Linked DNA regions of Mus musculus: all the other regions are linked to region 1. The links are chromatin contacts, called in public Hi-C and promoter capture Hi-C maps. All regions are on one chromosome and are shown on one strand. The core of a region is the stretch at or near the end of the contact, and the rest is flanking DNA. Distances in the headings are between cores, read along the strand shown. Region 1 has its middle 2.7 kb from the start of Gm39261. Region 2 holds the start of Hsd17b2 (hydroxysteroid (17-beta) dehydrogenase 2). Region 3 has its middle 52 kb from the start of Mphosph6.

Evidence for each region. Promoter capture Hi-C pulls out the DNA fragments that hold promoters and counts their contacts. A called contact is a pair of places that touch in the nucleus more often than the background predicts.
Region 2: a contact with region 1 is called in a promoter capture Hi-C map of trophoblast stem cells, with 3 times the contacts expected there. The contact joins the promoter of Hsd17b2 here to the enhancer-like site in region 1. A contact is called at or near these places in 1 of 39 promoter capture datasets (trophoblast stem cells), 6 of 484 Hi-C or Micro-C datasets (the Ba/F3 cell line, embryonic stem cells, nephron progenitors and 1 more), 3 of 115 datasets of contacts at active chromatin or transcription factors (embryonic stem cells, neural progenitor cells and trophoblast stem cells) and 1 of 9 other capture datasets (pancreatic islet).
Region 3: a Hi-C map of the CH12 cell line shows a contact between it and region 1, with 2.9 times the contacts expected there. The contact joins two enhancer-like sites. A contact is called at or near these places in 1 of 39 promoter capture datasets (embryonic stem cells), 7 of 15 datasets of contacts at CTCF or cohesin (CD8 T cells, embryonic stem cells, liver and 2 more), 195 of 484 Hi-C or Micro-C datasets (the 4T1 cell line, 8-cell embryo, the AML12 cell line and 97 more), 28 of 115 datasets of contacts at active chromatin or transcription factors (CD8 T cells, Th17 cells, acute myeloid leukemia and 11 more) and 3 of 9 other capture datasets (adipose tissue, embryonic stem cells and liver).

Annotation. Positions count from the first base shown.
Region 1 is chr8:117,777,808-117,780,507 of GRCm38.p6, reverse strand. No RefSeq gene overlaps it. Among named protein-coding and RNA genes, the nearest start is that of Gm39261, 2.7 kb to the right of the region's middle. Within about 2 kb of position 1,302, at least 16 of the 459 cell types and tissues checked have an H3K27ac peak or open chromatin away from gene starts, as enhancers often do. A contact at or near this core is called in the CH12 cell line, neural progenitor cells and trophoblast stem cells, where this site is marked.
Region 2 is chr8:117,700,590-117,703,289 of GRCm38.p6, reverse strand. Hsd17b2 (hydroxysteroid (17-beta) dehydrogenase 2) reads right to left here and starts at 1,344. Exons shown (of 5, transcript NM_008290.2): 1 at 1,027-1,344. The coding sequence starts at 1,294.
Region 3 is chr8:117,852,379-117,855,078 of GRCm38.p6, reverse strand. No RefSeq gene overlaps it. Among named protein-coding and RNA genes, the nearest start is that of Mphosph6, 52 kb to the right of the region's middle. Within about 2 kb of position 1,413, at least 12 of the 459 cell types and tissues checked have an H3K27ac peak or open chromatin away from gene starts, as enhancers often do. A contact at or near this core is called in the CH12 cell line, where this site is marked.

The DNA of each region.
Region 1 (2,700 bases), core at 53-2,552:
GTTGCTGGTGATGGATATATAGACAGATGGGTAGTATATGCTGAGTACATGGGTAGATGGATGGATGGATAGATGGACAGACAGATGGACAGATGGACATCAAACACATGAATGGTGGACAGATGGGCTGGTGGACAGATAGTGGGTCAACAGACAAATGGTAGATGGATGGTGACCAGTTGGATGAAAGGTTGGGTGAATGAAGGGGGTATCAGTAGATAGTGAACACAGGAAATCAAGAAAAGCGTCACTGGTAATGATATATATGAAAATGTCAAGACAAAACTCAGTACTTTGCATGCTAATGTTAAAAATTAATTTTAAAAGTCAGATAAAAAGACTCACTGGAAAGAAGCAACATTCTTTATATTTCATCTGAGCATTCATATTGATTAAATTCATATCTCTTTTTAAAAGTGCTTTAAATTTCTTCCAAGGATATTTTTTATGGTGGTTCGTCTCAACTCTATAAAGAACAGATGCCCTAATATAAATTTTCACACACCCAATTTTCTAGTTCAGAACTTACCCACTCACAGCCATCTCTTTACCTCAGTCACCTACCCACTACCCACTTGTGTCATTTGTAATCCAACAGCTTACATCATACATATATTTTAAGCCTGTGTCTAACCGATGAGAGCTGTTAAGATATTATTTACAGTAACCATACCTAAATCTTACAATATCCAAGCAGTGTTGGATCATCTCCTAAATGCCATTACTTCACAGATTAAAGGACACTTAAGGCCTTAAGGTCAGGGCTCCTTGTTGTTGTGACTGGCTGGTATCTGTCTCTCTTAAGGCTCTGCTCAACTGTGAGTCTCTATTCTTTTCTCTGTTCCTTGCAAGTATACTCCTTGAATAATTAGTTGGTGTGTTTTAACTTAACGGAAGTTGGCGCAAACCTAATGCAAATTCTTTGCTTGCTATGTATGACTCATACAATTTATAACTCAGGGTGAAAACCAGTGCTCTGTGTGCTCTCTCAGTGTCTGCAGGCTAACGATGGAAGCTTTGATTTGTATTGTGGGAAGCATCTTCCAAATGTAAATGCCCGGAGGCCGTGGAAACAGGCGGATACATATGAAGCAAGATTAGGAATTCAAAGATGCAGGAGAAGTAAAGAGAATGGGACAGCCAGCAGCAAACACCAAGTCACTTTATAAGTCTGGAAATCCTCTGTGCCCTTTCTTCCCTGAAAATGTTTCTCTGGATTTCCGTGACGTTGACAGTGGACTCCAGATGGTCTGGCCGTGCCCTTGGAGCCACATCCAGGAGCTCCTTCACTCCACACACTGCAGTCCCGAGAGCTTCTCTCCAAAGCTCTCATCCCTTAAGGCCTCACACCTGCTGAGTGTTCTCTCTGAGTGTGTGTGTGTGTGTGTGTGTGTGTGTGTGTGTGTGTGTGTGACCTTGCCTGCTCACAAGTGGCGAACTGAGCCTGTGAATAGTTATCCCCAAGGTTAGATGTGGGCCAATTTGAAAGCAGCAGACAAAATGTACCGATGACCAGCAGGAGGACTTGGCTAGAGTTGAGAGCAAACATCAAACATGCTTCTGAGGACTCCCAGAAGAGAGAGGTCCCTTAGCAACGGGACCTCGGAGTCTAATTTAGAAATAAAGTTGGTGTTTCTGTTGGCCGGTTGCTATGTTGATTGCTTGGTCTCTTGCTGTTGCGTTTGTTTCTGGGTGGGGGGAGGGAGTTAGTGGTAGTGTTTAGACAGATTCTCACTATGTAGATCAGCCTGGCCTTGAGCTCATGATTCCCCCTGCCCCAGCCTTCTGGGAGCACAAGCACTTGCCAGCAAGCCCATCTTAGAAGTGGGGTCACTTGTGAGGACATGTCAGTTGGATGTAGAACTCTAGGGTGAACTTTGTTTTTCCAAATCACAGAGCCTGAGAACTGTGTGTGCCCTCTCTGTGAGAAACGCTGAAGCTCAGAATCAGAAAAAAAAAACAAAAAAAAAAACAAAACAAAACAAAAAAAAAACCAAAGACAGCGCTGTGCAGCACAGGAAACAACAGTGAGTAGCCAGTACTAACTGGAAAAGCTAAATGCACATTGATTACAAAACTGGAAAAGTCTAAATATGCATTCAGTATAAACAGGATAATGATCTAATTTTTTGTTAAATGGGGTAATGATCTTAATTAAAAAAAAAAATAGGGGCTGGATAGATGGCTCAGTAGTTAAGAGCACGGACTGCTCTTCCAAAGGTCCTGAGTTCAATTCCCAGCAACTACATGGTGGCTGAGAACTCACAGCCATCCACAATGTGATCTGATGCCCTTTTCTGGTGTGTCTGAAGACAGCTACAGTGTACTCATACACATTAAACAAATCTTTAAACAATTAAAAATTAATTTGAGTGGAAAAGAAAAATACCGTGGAAGGGAGCATCGTGGAGAAGGCGAATTATTTCTGAAGAATCTGTCTTATTCCAGAGACTAGCTTTTATTATAGCTACTGTTCTTTTGAGACAAGATCCCTCTGTGTGGCCCAGGCTGGTCTCAAACTTGTATTTTTCATGCTTCTGCCTTTAAAGGCAGAGATTAGACATGTGCACCGCCATTCCTGGCTACAGAGAAATCTGCAGTTAATTTTTTTTTCTTATTTTGCTGTCTTGGGTTGTTTGTGGGCATTATCATTTGAGACACCGCCTCAAGTAGCCGAGGCTAGCCTCAAACTCACTCTGT
Region 2 (2,700 bases), core at 95-2,594, 77 kb after region 1:
TCGACTTCACTGTTGTATCTTAAACTCAGAGAAGCTGATGTCCTGCCCTTCCACACCCCAGCCAGAACCAAACCGTGCTCACAAGAAGAATCTTTGTTACTGGATTTAAAGTAAAAAAAAAAAAAAAAAAATTGATTCATCAGTCCACGAGTCCCCTGCTGACCACAGCCAGGGGCCCCAGCCACAGGTGATGACTTCCTTATGCAGGGGTGACACCCTCCTCACAAGGTGACTCTGCCGATGGCCTTTCCTCTTCTTTCCAGGCCTTTCTGGGTTAGGATCACTTGAGGGAATTCTAGTTGCAGCTTTCACCAAACAAACCCGTTTTACAACTCCAAGGAATCTAATTTGGCCGCCTCGCGCTTACTGCAGAAGAGCCTGCAGAAGAAGTGAGAGGCTGGCAGCTCAGCTAATGAGCAGCTAGCTCCGTGTGCACGCACTGCCAGTTTGATCTAATTAAGAAGCACTAATACACTAATGACATATAGAGAAAAGGTTCAAACAGGACAACAGGGTGGTTCGTGGTTCGGGACAGCAGCCTGGCAAATTGCAAAGGCTCAAAGTACAGTGGCGTCCCTAGACACACAGTATTGTGCCAAAGCTGACTGGCCACCTTCCTTCCATACATAGAGGGGTGACCAGGCCTAGGACCTAGATAAATAGTCACCTCAGAACAGAATAGCAACCAAGCCTGAAGAAGTCTGTCAGGTATTTCCTGGTACAAGAACACACGTGAAATGATGCTGTTTTACTTATTTATATTTATTCCTAGGAAATTAACACACTCATTGTATAGATCTGTGGCCCTGAGCAATTGTCACGTTTTGTCTTACCACTGGCTCCTTCCAAAGCCCATCCAAACCAAAGGACACGCAAAAAGGCAGTGAGAACCACTCGGGTATGTGCTGCCTGTCATTCACTCTAAGCACTTCCCACTCAAGCCAAAACTGACAGTGTCCCCCCACTGAGGACAGAGAGTATCAGACTCTTCTCCGCAGGACAATCACAGGAATGCTGGCCACTTACCTGTCACCAGCACGGCCTTTTGATCCACAGGTAACAAGTCTTGGTCAGATGAACTCATATACAGAAGAAGGAAGCAGGCCACGGATAAGAGGAACAAGGTGCAGAGGAGGGACAGACTGAGCAGGCAGGCACCTCCCCAGAGGCCAGCGAGACACACCGCCTGGCTCCGCAGCTGCCTGCCACTCCGGCATCCGCAGAGAAGCGTGCCCCCCAGCACTGCAGCGGCAGCCAAGCAGAGCCATGCTGACTCAGAGGCAAACGGGCTCATTCTCCACTGGCCTTCACTTGCTCTGGGCCAGTGAATACTGTGAGTGCAGAAGCTGGCTGGAGGCAGCCCAGGCTTATATGAAGGGAGAGGCAAGCGGGAGGGGGGAACGACAGCCCCCGCACCCTTTGAACAAGCATGTTAAAGGTAGTGATAGGGGAGACTACTCCCAGGATGTAATTTAAACTGTGCACTGTGATATAAATACCTGCTCATTCCCCTAAGGCACTCAACACTTACACATGAGCACACGTACACACACAAACACACACACACACACACACACGTACACACACACATACACACACACACAAATATACACACACCTACACAGACATATAGACATACACACATGCACATACACACAAATAGGCACATACACACAAATAGACACACACACATCGTAACACACAGACATAATACACACACGGACATACACACACATACAGACATACACACACTTACACATACACACATACACGCACGCGCACACGCACCCTCCCACCTGACAGATGTTTACTCAGATAATGATTGACAGACTTGGAATCACAAGAAGACAATCTCCTTTGGATGTGCCCTCTCTGTGTTGGTTGAGTTCTTTTGCTAACTCCGAGTGTATCTGTATGTGTGGCTGTGAGTGTGTGTGTGTGTGTGTGTGTGTGTGTGTGTGTGTTATCCAGGTAATCAGTGAAGCTTGGAAAGTGGATTCTAAGAAGAGAGCATCCCCGATCTGGCCTGTATCTGGAGGACTACTGCCAACTGAGACAGGTTAAGGGCTCAATGAGCCAAAAAAAGGCTCACCTTAGAGGCAGATGGAAGGTGCCTGTGTCTTCCCAGAGGGCAGTTGTGCCAGAGAGAGACCATAGCAATGACAATCAGACTGAGAGAAGCTGTCAGAACCAGTGCTCTGCTCAATTCTGACTCAGTCTACCCTGTTGGAGGCTCTGTTCTTGGTAGTAGGACTCGGTCTCCGAATAGGATGTCCTTACAACATTTCTATTCGTGTGGCAATAACGAGAGAGGCAATCAATAGGAGACTAGAGAGATTAGGAGCCGGAACGCAGCAGGGTGTCAATCCCCGGCATTGCCCTTTGAACCACCCACTGTCTGCTTTCGGTCAAACACAGAAAAGCAACCCCTCCTGTGCTAGTTCCTCCTTTTGCCCAGCTTGCATCTTACACAATCCTTTGTTAGAGTCAGCTTGTAAACTAGAAAATTCAGGCTGGGAGAGGCTGTACTTTATCCAAGAGCAAGGAATCTGAATCCACACACCTGTGACTCACCAGCTCAAGAGCCCTTCTGTAAAAACTGGAGAGATAGTTCAGTCTCTATATATAGGTATCTGGGTATTATATACCATGAGCGCGAACACACACTTACACATGAGCACACGTACACACAAACACACA
Region 3 (2,700 bases), core at 164-2,663, 74 kb before region 1:
TTGTTTTTGTTTCTGTTTTTGTTTTTAACATACTTATTAAGGAGATGGATGAACAGGTGGGTGACACACTGTTAGAAAAGAAACCAACCCCGTAACCAACAGGGCTCCTCCCAGAACTTAGTTCTCCACCGCAGCCCCTTGGGGATGTGTCGTATTATCCCAAAATTATATCTTTGAAGAATAAGTTGATGGTTCACCAAGAAGACAGCACTAGTTATTTTCAGCTGGGGTTCACACCCGTGTATATGGGTACACATATCAGTGTGTGTGCACAGACCCAGTCCCAGAATAACAAAGTTGTGTCTCCCACTCTCCCAGCCATTGGTTCACAGAGGAAAATTTGGAGGATTGGCAGATAGCTTCCATGTCCCTGGTGCAACCATGTTGTGCTTCTAGGTGAGCGGTCACACAGCCTGACAACACTCTTTAAAACACACAGTTGGGCATTCGTTTTAATTTAATCAGAGAAACGGCCAGGCCCGCTCTGACTGGTGATAGCTACTTTATCTGCTCTTTCCTTCTCGCTCGGTAGTGTTTCTGAAACACTGGTGCTGCGACAGGAAATCGCTCTGATTATCAAGCGCACTACCTGCCTTGGGGCAAGCACTGCCAGTGGCCAGAGCGCCCTGGCAGAGGCCCTCTGCTCTGGGGAGAAGCTGCTTGCCTAAGTTGCCTGACTGAAGACATGACTACAGAGGGCTGTGCTCGCTCAAGGCAGCCCAATCTACATGGCAGAATGAGTCAGGATTAAGCAGTGCCTTCTATAGGGGCATACTCAGAGACCTTCTTCTTTCTAAATCTTCATTTTTAAATAGAGCAAGCACTTCACAGTAAGAGAACATGTTTATTTTAATCTTATTTGTTTTGAGCCAGGGTCTCACTATGTCAACCCAGACTGACTTCAAACGTGTGATCCTCCTGCCTCAGCCTCCTGAGTGTTAGGATAACAATCTGTCACCCTCGGGACTGGCTTGCTTTTATTTTTAATACTTTTTAAATGTATTTTTAAAGATTGATTTATTTATTTCATGTGTGTGAGTACACTGGTGCTGTCTTCAGACACCCCAGAAATGGGCATCTGATCCCATTACAGGAGGCTGCGAACCACCAGGTGGTTGTTGGGAATTGAACTCAGGACCTCAGGAAGAGAAGCCTGTGCTCTTAATCACTGAGACATCCCTCCAGCCTTTTAATAGTTTTTAAAATGTTGTCCCGTTTTTCATTTCGATGAGTATTGCATAAATAGGGCATGGGTATAGTCACATTCTACAGGGTTCAAACATCCAAACATACACACTATTTAAAGCATGGTGAGTTCATTTGAGCAATGGCCCCCGCTGAGCCCAGAAAACATTGTTCCCTCTAGTCATCCCTCTCCTCACCCTTCTCCCCTCCCCCCTCCCCCGCCCAGCCCTTACACTGCTTCCACTTCCTCTTCTGCAATGACCCTGAGCCTTGGAAGGAGCTGCTATGATGCAGGTTTAAGGCTGAGCCCTCCACAATCTTCTACTCTCTGTACCTTGACCATGTCCTGTGAAAGCTCAAACCTAACCAAAGCCCAGCGTGAGAGGGGAGGCAGGCAGAGAGCCCCGCCCCCCATCTGAGGAGATGTGGCCAAATGATAGCTCTTAGGAGGAGAGATTGTAAAGTAAACAAATAGGATGGGGGGGGGTGGCGGCTAGAGAAGGGCGGGGCAGGGGAAGAGGGCAGGGCAGGGATAAATGTGATCAAAATACATCGTCCGGAATTCGAGTTAATTAGAGACTTGTAATAAAATTAAAACACACAAATCCCTGTCCCTGTCCTTTGGTGGGCACCCTATATATCTTCCATTCACAAATATAATTTTGAAAGGCAGAGAGGGCCAGTTCATCCGATCAGCTGGGGCTGGGCTTGAGCTCTTCACTTCTGAGGTGCTGTGAGTCTAGGCGTGCCATTCCACCAGCCATCTTCTCTCTGGGCCGTGGCTTCCCTTCCGTTCTTCAGCCACACATCTTGAGCTCTCGCACTGCAACAAGACAGGCAAACCCATGCACCTTCCTTGTGAGGGATATTATCCAATTTTTCCCTCTTTAGTGCTAAGGGTTGAACCCAAGGCCTTGTGCATATGAGCAAGAGCCCTACCACTGAGCTATGTCCATAGCCCCAAATTTATTGATTTTTTTTTTACTCTATAATAGATGAATACTTTTACTTTATCTTCATTTTTATTTTTTTCCAACCTTGCCTGAGTTCATTTCCCCGAGTGCTTTGAGCCTAATTTTTCCTCCCTTACTAAGCCGTCCAGCCTTTCCTTCCCTGTGTACTTTTGTTGTTTGCCAATTTATACTTCTGATTTATAGGCACTCGTTATTAGATATGATTAATGCGCTTCCTGTCGTGTATGTTGAAAATATTTATCACAGTCTGTCCAGAGCAAAACCCTTGAGCTCAACATAAGTTCTGCTAATTTGTCTTTTGCTTACTCGGTGAGGTGTGTGTGTGTGTGTGTGTGTGTGTGTGTGTGTGTGTGTGTGTGTTAACTGTGGGTGGTCAAACTTCCATTCCTTGGTGCTAAACAAGTGCTAACCTCGGGAGGTCTCTGCCACTTTTATGTAAGTCTAAAGTCATTCCACAACACTGCACTGAGTACAAGTGCCTGCCTTTAACAGCTTGGGCAGGGCTTCGCTGCTGAGCATTATAAAATGCAGCTCTGTATTT